2 separate regions of the Hordeum vulgare genome follow, and region 1 is linked to region 2. The links are chromatin contacts, called in public Hi-C maps. All regions are on one chromosome and are shown on one strand. Each heading gives the region's core, a stretch centred on a gene start, on an enhancer-like site or on the middle of the called end of the contact. The rest is flanking DNA. Distances are from core to core; before and after follow the strand shown. Region 1 has its middle 130 kb from the start of LOC123402191. Region 2 holds the start of LOC123402075 (flavin-containing monooxygenase FMO GS-OX-like 4).

Evidence for each region. Hi-C and Micro-C count contacts between places; a contact is called where the count stands out from the background.
Region 1: a Hi-C map of seedling shows a contact between it and region 2, with 2.9 times the contacts expected there. The contact joins the enhancer-like site here to the promoter of LOC123402075 in region 2. A contact is called at or near these places in 1 of 6 Hi-C or Micro-C datasets (seedling) and 1 of 1 datasets of contacts at active chromatin or transcription factors (embryo).

The regions. Positions count from the first base shown.
Region 1 is chr6H:120,468,086-120,474,945 of MorexV3_pseudomolecules_assembly, reverse strand. No RefSeq gene overlaps it. Among protein-coding and RNA genes, the nearest start is that of LOC123402191, 130 kb to the right of the region's middle. Within about 2 kb of position 3,830, at least 3 of the 3 cell types and tissues checked have open chromatin away from gene starts, as enhancers often do. A contact at or near this core is called in seedling, where this site is marked.
Region 2 is chr6H:120,127,143-120,133,755 of MorexV3_pseudomolecules_assembly, reverse strand. It overlaps LOC123402075 (flavin-containing monooxygenase FMO GS-OX-like 4), which reads left to right and starts at 5,119. Exons shown (of 7, transcript XM_045095936.1): 1 at 5,119-5,833; 2 at 5,916-5,986; 3 at 6,115-6,267; 4 at 6,383-6,465. The coding sequence starts at 5,293.

The sequences.
Region 1 (6,860 bases), core at 2,581-5,080, 340 kb before region 2:
GATTTTTGGTTCGGGATTGTGAGTACATTTTTACCAGCCCTCTCGTGCAAGGACGAGTGAATAAACACTCATCGTGAGAATAACCCACTTAGCATGGAAGATATCGACCGCCCTCTGTCACTCCATGAGCAGTCCAGGCACACAAAAAAGAAGTTCATTTGAAATATTAGAGGTGGCACATGCAAATTTACTTGGAACGACAGGGTAATACCTCATATAGATAGGTATGGTGGACTCATCTGGAATGACTTTGTTTCAAGGTTTTTGATGCACAAGGAGTATTCCCGCTTAGTTAAAGCGAAGGCTAGCAAATAGGTTGGGAAGTGACCAACTAGAGAGCAAAAACGGTCATGAACAAGCTTTATGAATAAACATCGTTGCACACTAGCATGATGTAACGACTAAGATGCGATCCTATCCTTATTTTGGCACGAGGGCCTCGACTAGGATAGAAGCACATCTCATCATTTTGCAAGAATGGATATCGTTACAAGTACATGTACTGAAGAGATGAGTATATGGAATTGTCTTACACTCGCCACAAGCTATATCAAGATCACAACAATACAACAACATACAGTCATCATGTAGAAGAGCAGGGTCCAACTACGGACGGAAATAAATGATAAAAAGAAGGACGTCCATCCTTGCTATCCCAGGCTTCTGGCGTGGAACCCATCCTAGATCGCTCAAGAAGAAGAAGAAACTCCAAATAGACCAATCATCGCGCTCACGTCAAAGTACCACTTTACCTCTACCTGCAACTGTCGTTGTACTAATCTATGAGCCATAGAGACTCAACAATATCATTTCCAAAGGTATCAAGACTAGAAAAGCTTAATGGGTGAGGTATGGTTAAGTGGTGAGGCTGCAACAAGCCACTAAGCATTTATTAGAGTGGCTAACTTACGAGTACAAGAATAAAAGGGGGGATGAGCTACGCATAAGTGGACGTGAATTAATGATGATCAAATGAATGATCATGAACACCTACTTACGTGAGACATAACCCCACCGTGTCCTCAGACGGAGAAGGAGCTCACGAAAGAGACAATCATGGTTACGCACATAGTTGGCAAGTTTTAATTAAGTTTACTTCAAGTTATCTAGAACCGGATGTTAAACAAAGTTTCCAAGTTACCACATAACCGCTGGCACGACTTTCTGAAAGATTTAACCCTGCAGGGGTGCTCCAACTAGTCCATCACAAACTACCACATGCTGCATCAGAATGACCTCGATCAGGGAAAAACCGTGATCTCCTCGGGTTCCTATTGGAAAACCTCAACCTCTAGATATCCCAAAGTATCCTCGGAATCCCTCACACAATATGCTTGAGAAAGGTAAAACAAGTCTAGCAAGGCCGCCCGGCGTGTCGACGATCCCGATAGGAGCCATGTATCTTGTTCTCAAGACACGACGGATGAGCTAAGCATATAGTAACTAATGTCCCGGGTTGATCGAGGTAGCCCGCACGGTGCTCTAGTATGGTACCAACACAATCAGCACTACCCCATGTATTATGTTGAATTACCCCTCGGGTAGCGCTAACTCCCTATGTGAATTAATTATCGGTATTATTATGTTGGCAAAATATAGTACCAATGTTGGGCCTTGCAAGACCAGTTTGATCCCAAAACGAAAGTGAAGGGGGTCTCCATAGAAATACCCAAGCATGTTAGGAGCGCTCAATATGGAACTTAACACCGGTAGCCGAAACTAAGGCGACAAAAGCGGAACAAAACACACAGCCAGAAGGTCAAGCCTTCCGCCTTTTACCAGGTATATAGGTGCATTAAATTAAGTAGCAATAATATGGTGATATAGCAAGGAACCCATGGTTTCACATGGAACCAACTGCACCTGCAACTAGCAACGCTAACAAAAGGCTGGGCAAGCGGTAACATAGCCAAACAGTGGTTTGCTGGGTTGTGGAAAGGTTAGAGGTTTTCATGTCAATGTTGTGAGGTTGACATTTCAGTGGTAGGCAACTAGACATAGTGATAGAAACCAGACAACTAGCATGGCAATGCTAGTAATGGTATCTAGGGAAATGATCATCTTGCCCGTGATCCCGCTTAGAAGAAGAATGAATCCGTGAAGCAGTCGAACCAACGTAGTCGAACGAATCCTCACACTCCGAAGCGGTTCGGAACTCTATCGAGAAGAAACAATCTGGAACAACAATCAACAGATGATAAACACCACAACATATTCATGGCATGATGTGCACACAATTATGATGCATGTCCATTTGATTATGCACGTCACAAGAAAGCACAACAATTTATTACTACACATTAAATGAAGCTCAATATGCAACAAGTTGCATATTGACGATACTCCATATTTGAGTTATTTAATTCACTCCCATTTATTTACACAACAATATTAAATGTCATTTAGCATGGCAAGAGGTTACGCATAAATAAACTACCTATCTAGGCATATTAAATGAGGCCAGAAACATCATATAGTATTTCCGAAATGACCCCATATGTTAATTTTGAAATTGGTCTATATATGAACTAACACATTTTAATATTTGTTAAACAATAGAATAAAGTGTTTCATGTGATTCTACATGTCATTCTAGTGGATTTACGTATATAGATCATTTTAATCGAAGCTACGGTTATTTAGTTATGACACAATACATTTTAACATGGCATCTATGCAAAGCAATGCAAACAAAATGTTTAAATGTTTTTAACATGCATGAAAGTGAGAAATTAGGAATATACACGAACTTCTGAACATTTTACATATCTAATTTTTTAATTGATGCACCGTAAAATAGTTATGAGCGTTTTAAAATGAAGCAATTTAGTGTAATTAATAATGCATTGGAAATTATTAAATTCGTCTAAGGGAAAAAAACACACGGGCCGAATCTGGAGCCCCATGGGCTTGAGCGCAGGATAACAATTCAATGCACGGGCGAGGAATAGGGGCTCGGGTGCTCACGCATAGGCCAGAGGCTAGACGGTGGAGCTGGGCCTGCTGTAGCTCGTTCGAGCAGCGGCCCAAGGCAAAGGAGGCCGGCTAGGCTGGCAGATATGGGCCTGGTCAACAGGGAGGCGAGGAGGCCGGCTCCTGGCGTCGTGGTCAACACGCGCAGGGGAGGTCGTGCTGGTGATCACGAGTGCACGGCTCGCGTGCCTGGAACAGTGGTGGCGACGCGAGGCTCCACGGCTGCGCGACGGGGTCATCGACCAGTAGAATGGCTGGGAGGAGCGGCGGCGCGGGCGCCCACCTGCGAGGAGGGAGGCAAGGTCCTCCAGCAACCTAACTCCAGCAGGAGGATGACACAGAGGTGGCTACACGGCTTGGGACTGAGGCACGGCATGGCAGCTGCGGGGGCTCCTGCTGCTGCTTCTGCCGGAGGCAAGGGGAGGCGGCGTGTGCTGCTAGTTGCTGAGGTCGCCGACGGCGGCGACGAGGCCTCGGGCCAGCGGGCGGAGGATCTTGGGAGCGCTGCAGGTTTCAGGTGTGAGCTCCTGGGGCGGACGACGGTGGGGCAGCTGTAGCTGCTGCTTAGAGAAGAGCGGCTATGGCGACTCCCTGGTGCTAACGACACATTTGGGATCGAGCAGAGGAGGCACGTCCTCGGGCATGCGGGCGAGCGACGAGGCGCTGCAGGAGCTGGATGTGTCCATGCGCTCCCGCGAGGAGATCGGAGCTGCACTGGGACGAGTGGTGGCTGCGGGCGCTATGGACGCTGGATCAAGGAGGGATTCGGTTGGGTGGCCACGCACAACGAGGAAGGTGGGGAGAATCCAGAGGATGGAGATGTGGCTGGCGGCGGCGAAGGGAGAAACCTCCTAAATTTTAGGGTTGGGCATAATTGGCTAGGGATGGCACTGCTATATATATAGGTGGTGGGCTAAGTTTAGGTCTATCTCGACCCTCTGATTTAGATCGGATGGTCGATATAACTAGGTTAGAGAGTCCATTTGACAAACCGGTGACGGTTTGGGGTATTACGGGGCTGTTCCGGAGCTAACGGTTTTGACTGCCGGCTTCGGGTCCGGGAGAGAGTTTTCATACTAGGTTGCTGGGCGGTCGGTGCAGTGTGCATAGGGGCTAGGCGGAGATGGTAGGGAAAACGGGTAACCCGGGATCAGGTTTTTAAAACACCGAAAACGTCTAACGTTTGACCGACTATAGTGCCGCTATAGGTTAAACGGTTCGGGTATCAAACGAACTCCGATTGCGACGAAATTTGGCAGTCGGTCTACCTACACTATATTAAGACCGCACGCCAACTTTCAACCCAATCCGGGAAAGTTTTATACACACTTTTAAAACAATATTTAAATGATGTCGTGGGCGCGTGCGTGTGTGGTTGGTCTCGAAACAGCCAACGACAAAAACGGAGAGAACCGACAACTAATAACGGATGCAAGTTTTGAAAATTGACGGAAAGAGAGTGTCGATGCAAGCAGATGATGCGAATGATGAATGCGACAAACACATAATTAGCACAACAACAACGGAATAAAAGGGAATCTCCTGGAGTGTTGGTTCCAGGCTATTATAACTCACCTACACTAACAAGTGATCTTGCCCCGAGATCTAAGAATGAAAAGGGGAAGAGGAAGAGAAAGAGGAATAGGTAAAACCTAGTCGCTTCTTTGACAAATTAGTGAAACCAATGAATCTCGAAGGTTGCAAAGATATGAAGAATGAGGAACAAGCAAGAATTCAACAGAAATTTCGGCATCACTTCGGTAGGAAAGAGTGCAAAAATTGACAAGATGGAATAATTGAAAAGATGACATAACACTCCGATTAATTGGACAAGCAAGGAACAACATGCTATTGATAATGTGAGATGATTGATTCAACGAGAGCAACATCACAATGCCCCCTAAACAAAAGAATAGAAACTAAATCATTGACAAGAAGAGAATAGAGAAGAAAAGGACATCTTCCACCATAATTGAATGTAAGAGCATCCTGACAAGAAGAATTGAACGTAGTTGTTGGAAACCAACAACGAAAAGAAAAAGCTTATAGCGGAAACAATTGATTGTTTGGGAGCAACAAGAGAGGCAAACTTCTTTCACCAAGAGGATACATTGAGAACTTGGATCAACAATAATCACCATAATAGCAACAATCCTTAGAAAAATCATTAGGTGTAATCTAATCCAATATACTTCAATGAAGAAATCATGGGTTGAAAATATCTCTTGATCGTAGAATTTGTGGGTTTAAATATCTCATTCTTGTAACAAGCTCTCTTCGAGACTCCTTGTGAGTCAATAATGCTATAACACCACCACAAAGGATAATGGAGGAAGAATTGCACTTGCAAAAGCAAGATAAGAATGCTTGAGCTCCTTCAATAAGAATCCTGAAGAACACCTTGAGAAAGAATTACATACTCAATGAACCACCATGAAGAACCACTTGGATAACACCGGTATGGAAGGATGATAGAAAAGAACTGAAGGTTGAAAAGAATAAGATTATGGCCTTGAAAAGATTTAGGTGGGACGCACAAAGAGATACTTGAGAAAACTAGGAACTCCGAAAAAGAAAAGATGAAGCACTTGGGATAAAGAATTTGATATCATGAACAACTCCGGAAGAAAGGTTGAAATCACTTTGATGGAACAAGTATTAAGAATTATGTTATGCTTATCCTTTATCAAGTTAAATTAATGACAAGCAACAGATTTAGCATACCACTTATTCTTCTTGAATAGATTGGAGCGGTGATAGAGCACAAACTTGAAGAAGTCTTGAAGGAACCATCGGTAAAAATCTGGAATGATAGAGGATAATACAAATGAACTGGGCTACATGAGGACAAAAAGAGCACGATTCAATTAGAGGATGATTGAACAAGCCACCTGTAAGAATTCACAACCGAATGAGGATACACAGAATGAATGGAGATACATGAGAACAAAGAGAATATAATCCACTTGAGGGAAAACTTGAACAAGGCACCTGAATAATTGAGATACGAACGAGCATACAATAGTTGAGAATAATTTGAGAATGAAAGCTAAAAGATGAGAATGAAGAATTCTTCTGAAACGATGGCCTTTGGAGGAACGAGAATGAAAAGAACTCTGAAATGCTTCGGGTAGACAAGAAAGGGATAACTCATGATTGAAAAAAATTGAGAGGATAGCACGAAGGTGAAACCATGAATCTTCAAGAGAATGGACCAAGATTTAAGAGGAACTCTTCTTCAGTCTTCCAAGCTGAGAATTATGACAAGAAACAACACCATAAATTACCGAGACACTCTAAAACAAGAATAAAGAAAGGTTGAGCCAACAATGAAAATTAATTTGAATAGAACTTGGAGAAGGAATATGACTGATGAAATTCATTCCTACGTCACACATGAAAATAACTATAGATCTCTAGAAAAGATTACAAGAGCGAGGTAAGATCCTGGGAAAAGCGTGTGGGTTATGGGCCCACTGAAAAGAAACCACCGTGTAAAAGATTGCTTAGAAGAGAGATTGCGCCGGTTCCAAATGAGAAACTTGATGAGGTGAGGCCCTCAAAATAATTGAAAGGATTCAAAACAAGAAACTTCCAAGATATCGTCAACACTCCAGATAGAATGGACATGGATGAATGAGCAAGAGAGGCTTGGATAAGAATTTCCAACACGAGAGAGCATTGGACGAATGAAATTGCTTTGATGAACACCAGAAGCTTGAATTGAATCCATCGGAGAAGAAAAAAAGAATGAATAAATGTTGAACTTGAATTCCTTAGAATCTTCACAATGAATCGCCGGATACAGAACGAAAGAAAAATATAGAAGAAGCATCAATGAAATGAAAAGCACTTGGATGATAATTGAATCATTGAATAAGAAGGGC
Region 2 (6,613 bases), core at 3,870-6,369:
CCTGACGTGGTGGCGGTGCATGGGACCGGGCTAATGACCGGCATGTACACCCATCAGACCATCACACGTACGGGTTACCTGCTCCACCGCTAGCTAGATTGCCCTTATCTATTCGTCTCCCACCGATATGCATCTGGATCCGTCTTCATTATTCCTCCGGCCCTTTTCTCGCAGTTAACCTAGTGGGTCGAGCTAACCCCCCGCCTGCAATCTGCAGCAAGGACCCCGTCGGTGAGCCATCTCACCCCTGCGCTGCACAGGCTGCGCGTCTCTCTTGTCTCCCCGCACGCAGCCGGATCTCCCGCACCACCGGCCATGGCTGAGGATCTGTAGAGGAGCTGGCTTCGGCCGCACCCGAGCACCGACGGGCACTCTCTTTTAGTCCCTCATTTCCGTGTATTCATATTGGCTCTCTCATAATGAGAATGAGCTAGTAGCTGCAACTATTTTTCCCTAAGCATCCCCATGCTATGTTTTTTGGATTTCAACCGCCTCTGTTTTATCTTTGGTTGTATCCTTCCGGGGCCATATCTCATCCTTTTTGGTTGGCTTGTTGATTCTCGCAACAATGAACACATATAAGTTGCTAAGATTTAATATAAAGAGGCGGGGTGGGATTATTTTTGGGCTCGGGCGGGGCAGACGCCCGCAACGACGCGTCACCCCTTCCTTGGCTCCTGCAGTGTGGATGCCGGTGGCATGCGGCGACGCGTGTCCTGGGTGATAAAATATGTCTCCGGCGTCCGCTCCCGAGCCCCTCGAGCCTCCTCCCTCCGTCCATCTCCGGCGTCCATTGGAGGCTCTGCACAGCCGCGACCCACCTCTGGCCATTGGACCGTGCGCGTGTGAATAAGGCGCTGATCGCACAGAGGGGTGTTTCTATAAAAGCAAAACATTATCTCAAATAAAAACAAGACTGCTGGTTGATTACCATAAAACATGAGGGTTTTTTGTGCAAAACGTCGGTGATGGGTTTTTCGACAGAATATAGCCGCTTTAGTATTAGGTAAATATGTATGGCTCACACAAAGGTGGGCTATGATGATATGACAACACGTGCGGTGCTTTTTATAGAAGCTGCATACGGAACGCGCAGGTAAAAAACCGCGTGCCCCTCGACGCCGCTTCCTCTTGTCCTCCTGATTGGTCTGATACTCCGATGCCGTGGCGCTCGCTCCACGTCGCCGTCATCGGCGTTGGGGCCGCCGGTCTGGTGGCGGCGCACGAGCTGCGAAGCGAAGGCCACGCCCCCGTCGTGTTCGAGCGCACAGACGGCATGGGCAGCACCTGGGTCTACGAAGCCGGCGCCGATGCGTCCGCCACGCCGGAGCCGCCCGGTGGCCCCCGGCAGCGCTTGAACCTCTACGCGTCCCTCTGCACCAACCTCCCGCGCGAGTCCATGGGCTTCCTCGACTTACCTTTCATGGCCGGTGCCGATGGCGACACCCGCAGGTTCCCCCGGGCACGCGGAGGTGCTCCGGTACCTCCAGAGCTTCGCGCGGCGGTTCGACCTCCACGGCCTCGTCCGGCCGGAGACGGAGCTGGTCCTGGTGAGTAGGGAGGCTAGCGGGGCCAGCTGGCACGTCAGGTACTCGAGGAAGGCGTCCGGTGGCGAGAAGCTCGAAGTGGAGGAGGAGGTGTTCAACACCGTCGTCGTCTGCAACGGCCACTACTCCCAGCCGCACTTCGCCGACGTCGCCGGTAACGCATTGATCCACTCTCATCCTCAGCCGGCACGACGCGTCACTAATCGTTGATGTGTGGGGGACTTGCTTGACCAATCGGAGAGGCAACCCAGTTCAAATCCAAGTGCAAGTTAGGAACATTTATTTTGATGGCAAATAACTCTAGAGCCTTGTCTAGTGATTCGGCCACCGTATCCTTGTATGCAAGCCAATGTTGCTCGGAATTGACACGCATGGTTTTCCAACGAATGTGCATTCCGAATCCCACATTATGCCTGCCATCAAACTCAACAACATCACTAGGGTCCATCCAATTCAAATATTTTCGGACTTGTTCCAACAATTCAGCATAGCTAGGACAGAAGTCGAACACCATGTCAAGCTCATCCGGGTCCGAATCAATATTGCCTTTTAAAAAGGCATCCTTGTCCACGTGATGAACATAAGCACATGTTATTTCCATCTCTAAACAACACAACATACAATATTTTCTATAAGCAATCATCCAAATACTACGAAATCTACTTAATAAAAATAAACCCTATTCCTAACTTCCAAACATCCATAACCCTAACCCCATCTTACCCCTAACCCTAACCCTAGCCTAACCCTAACACAACCATAATGCAAACATCCAAACAACCCTAATCCTAACCCCATCATACCCCTTATCCCAACATACAAACAAATACAACAATATCATATACATCCCATATTTCATGAAAAACTAGGGTTTCCTCACATTTGCAAAAAAGTGACCAAATGACATTTTTTTTTTGGATGAGAAGGAGGGGATCGGGGGGATTACCTTAGGGGAGGGATTGGACAACAAATGCCCGGACCAAACCTTCAGATCTGCTGATTTGGAGAGGAATTTGAGGAAGGTGCTGACTTCAACTCGAGGTGTGAAGTGAAGTGAAGGGGGGAATGAGGAGGGGTGGGGGAGGGGGCTGGCCCGTGGCTGGATAAGTCACAGTGTGGCGCCTAAGCGCTCAGCGCCACACTGCAGAGTGTACAACGACTAAGGCTTAGGCGTAGCACTGCCTGGGGGTGGGGCCAGCTGTGCTAGCGTGGCTGGGCGTATGGCGCCGACGTCTTAGGCATCACACAATGTAGTGTGGCGCCGACGTCTTAGGCGTCACACAGTGTAGTGTGGTGCCTAGGTGTCGGGCGCCGCACAAAAGGGTCAGCTCGGTTAAAAAATTTCACCGTGGGTTCACTTTGCGAGTTCTTTCATCCCAGGGGTCATTTTTTTCCCAAATCTTGCAATGTGTGCATAGGTTGGGATAGAAAAGTACACGTGCACATATTGGAGATGTTTATTCGGTGAAGGGATCATCCCTACTTGTGTGTCCTGCCACACGTCCCTCATTTTTTTTGAGGCTCACTCTATGTTATCTTCGTTTCTTTTCCCCTCTCTGGCTCTCTCCTACCTCTTTCACAGCTTCCCGTGCCTCCCCCAACCACGTAGCACCCCAACTTGGTGCTCCCCGCCTCCGGTCAACTCTCCAACTCGATCTGTCCGTCGCCGCCTCGTCGGATCTACTCCGCCCCATCTTCGGATCCCCGGAGTAGCCAGACTCGTGACCTCCTGTCTCACTTGCGTTCGCATGCTGTGTGGGCCGGGCCATGGCATCGGCAGCTCCTCATCCACGTCGGTCTCCTCCCAATGACCGTTGGCCACTGTGGCTCCACCCCGGCACCACTCCTCGCCCCCAACTCATGTCATTGTCGCTAGATTGCCCGCATCCGGCCGCCTGGAGGCGAGGGCCATTGGTGTGACAACAGGTCATCGGGCCAACGCTATCAATCCTCAATCTTTTTTGTATCCTCTCGGCTCTGTCTTAAGCTTTCTATTAGGCTGGGTATCCCATACTTATTTTTGTTGGATTCATGCACCTCTCCTCTTTGATTGAGGGTATCTCACACTCTTTGCATTGGCTTGTTGGTTGTTGCAATTTGGAACATATATAAGTTGCTAGGATTTGATGTAAAGTGTCGGGGTGGTACTATTAATTCAAAGAAATTTTGGCACAATTTTATTTGCTGCAGGCGTAAGGGAGCGGGAGGGGAACGACAGGTCGTGAGGGACGATGTCGAGGATGCCGAGGGGCCAGCAGCGAGGGGATGAGGATAGGAGGAAGGGGGTGGGGAGGGGCGGTCGCTGCCCCGGAGTGAAGCGGGTCGACGGCGACGGGCGACCCGTGATGCACAACAGAGATGCAGAGCCCGCGCAGCCGAGATGTAGAGCCGCGGTGGAGGCCTTATTATAAAGATGAAACATAAAGTTTTTTCCACTAATTGGAGGACTACGGGTTAAAATCAACTAAACTTAAGGATTTTTTTTGCAAAAATGGCACGACGTACGATCAGAAGCATTATTTGCTTTATTATATACTCCCTCCGTCCCAACATTCTTGTCTTAAGTTTGTCTAGGAATAAATGTATCTTGTCTTAAGTTTGTCTAGGAATGTATGTATCTAAATACTAAAACATGACTAGATACATTTATTCCTAGACAAACTTAAGTTTATCTAGGAATGGATGTATCTAAATACAAAAACATGACTAGATACATTTATTCGTAGACAAACTTCGCAGAAAGTTTATTCATCACTCGGGATGGAGAATAAGTTATTCTTCACCCGAGGTAATTTTACGATTGTTTCATAATTAAATTACATTTAAAATGCAAATAGTTATATTTATACTGAATCACTACGTAAAGTTTGACATAAGAAAATAAAAATATAGGTCATAAGACAAAAAAAACGCATTTTATGTATATTTTACACTATGTTTTTGTGTTTATAATTTTACATGATATAAAATATTTTTTTGGTGTCTATATATTTTCTTACGGTCTTTTTTTACATATGAAATAAGATAAAATTTACGGAACGTAAAATTACGGTGCATTGATATGAAAATAGAGGGCATGAATTTGATATCAACACTAGCTAAGGTGGTTGCTATCTGAACCCTTTATTTACATCGAGATCCGGACTTTTTTTAAAATTTGCTATCAGCACTAGCTAAAAAAGAGAAGGGACCAAATCTCAACACATAACATGCAGCATATATATATAGGCAGAGAATTCATGCATTTTACTCCTTATGTAATTTATAATAAATTTTTTAAAATGTTTTATATTTAGGAACGAACGGAGTAAAACACAAATTAGTTAGAAAAATCTGTTCGTTATGACGTTATTAGCGGTCTAGATGATTAGGTATTCTAGTTAACACCGTGTGCCTGGTTTGCAACTAGTATTCAAAAGAAAAGAACCTAAACGCAGGCGGCATGGGATAAAGGAGCACTGCGTACAAGCTACTGGCAGAGGAATCTATAGGGCCTGACCCTAGGTGATGTCAACTCAGTTGAAATACAGCTGAATATACATGCGTCAAATCTTTGTAATCATACTGTAGAATACGTACTGTACTATGCATGGCTGAGACAAAGGTGGGCGGGCCGTGTTGATATGACAGCAGGCCTGATATGCGGTGCTGATAGAAGCTGCATACGGAACGCGCAGGTAAAAAACCGCGTCCCCCCGCGACGCCGCTTCCTCTTGTCCTCCTGCCTGATTGGTCCGATACTCCGATGCCGTCGCGCTCGCTCCGTGTCGCCGTCATCGGCGCCGGGGCCGCCGGTCTGGTGGCGGCGCGCGAGCTGCGACGCGAAGGCCACGCCCCCGTCGTGTTCGAGCGCACGGACGGCGTGGGCGGCACCTGGGTCTACGAAGCCGACGCCGACGCGTCCGCCTCGCCGGAGCCGCCCGGTGGCCCCCGGCGGCGCTCGAACCTCTACGCGTCCCTCCGCACCAACCTCCCGCGCGAGTCCATGGGCTTCCTCGACTTCCCCTTCGTGGCCGGCGCCGACTGCGACATCCGCAGGTTCCCCGGCCACGCGGAGGTGCTCCGGTACCTCCAGAGCTTCGCGCGGCGGTTCGACCTCCACGGCCTCGTCCGGCTGGAGACGGAGGTGGTCCGGGTGAGCAGGGAGGCGAGCGGGGCCAGCTGGCGCGTCAGGTACACGAGGAAGGCGTCCGGCGGCGAGAAGCGCGAAGCGGAGGAGGAGGTGTTCGACGCCGTCGTCGTCTGCAACGGCCACTACTCCCAGCCGCACTTCGCCGACGTCGCCGGTAACGCATCGATCCATTCTCATCCTCAGCCGGCACAGCGCGTCACCAATCGAGCTCGTGACAGTTTGCTCTGCTGCCGCAGGCGTGGATGCTTGGCCCGGGAAGCAGCTGCACAGCACCAGCTACCGCGTGCCGGAGCCATTCCACGGCCAGGCACGTCCGTCGTTCCGCGTGTTTTTGCCCAGCGATTGTTTCCTTTTGCACTTGTGTTGAAAAGTCAGAAGATGCGCTGGTCGATAAGATCTGGAGTTTCTCAACAGTAAATTCAACTCGATTGGTAGGTTGTCGTGGTGATAGGGTGTGGACCGAGTGGCACGGACATCTCGAGGGACATCGCTGGCGTCGCCAAAGAGGTCCATCTCGCCAGTAGATCGGCGTTTGCTGCTACCAGCGACAAGCTGCCTGGACATGCTAATATGTGGCTTCATTCCGAGGTAATATCAGCATATCACAGTAATAGCAAAGTCAAGAAAAAGCAACGTTATGATGCAAACTTTGCACTGTCCCGACGACAATCCCATGGAAATCCTTCTCGGCATGTATGCGCAGATCGAGTGTGTTCAGGAAGACGGGAGTGTGGTCTTCCACGACGGCAGCCGCGTCAAAGCGGATGTCATCATGCATTGCACCGGGTACGTGTGCTCATCTCCTCGCGCTTTTCCCTTCTTCTTTTTGACAAAGTCTGCCCGTGCTTGGCTTGCCGATGCTCATCATCGTGTATGTTTGTACATGCGGCCTTCTGTTAAGAACAAAATTAATATACTTATTACACGTACTTCC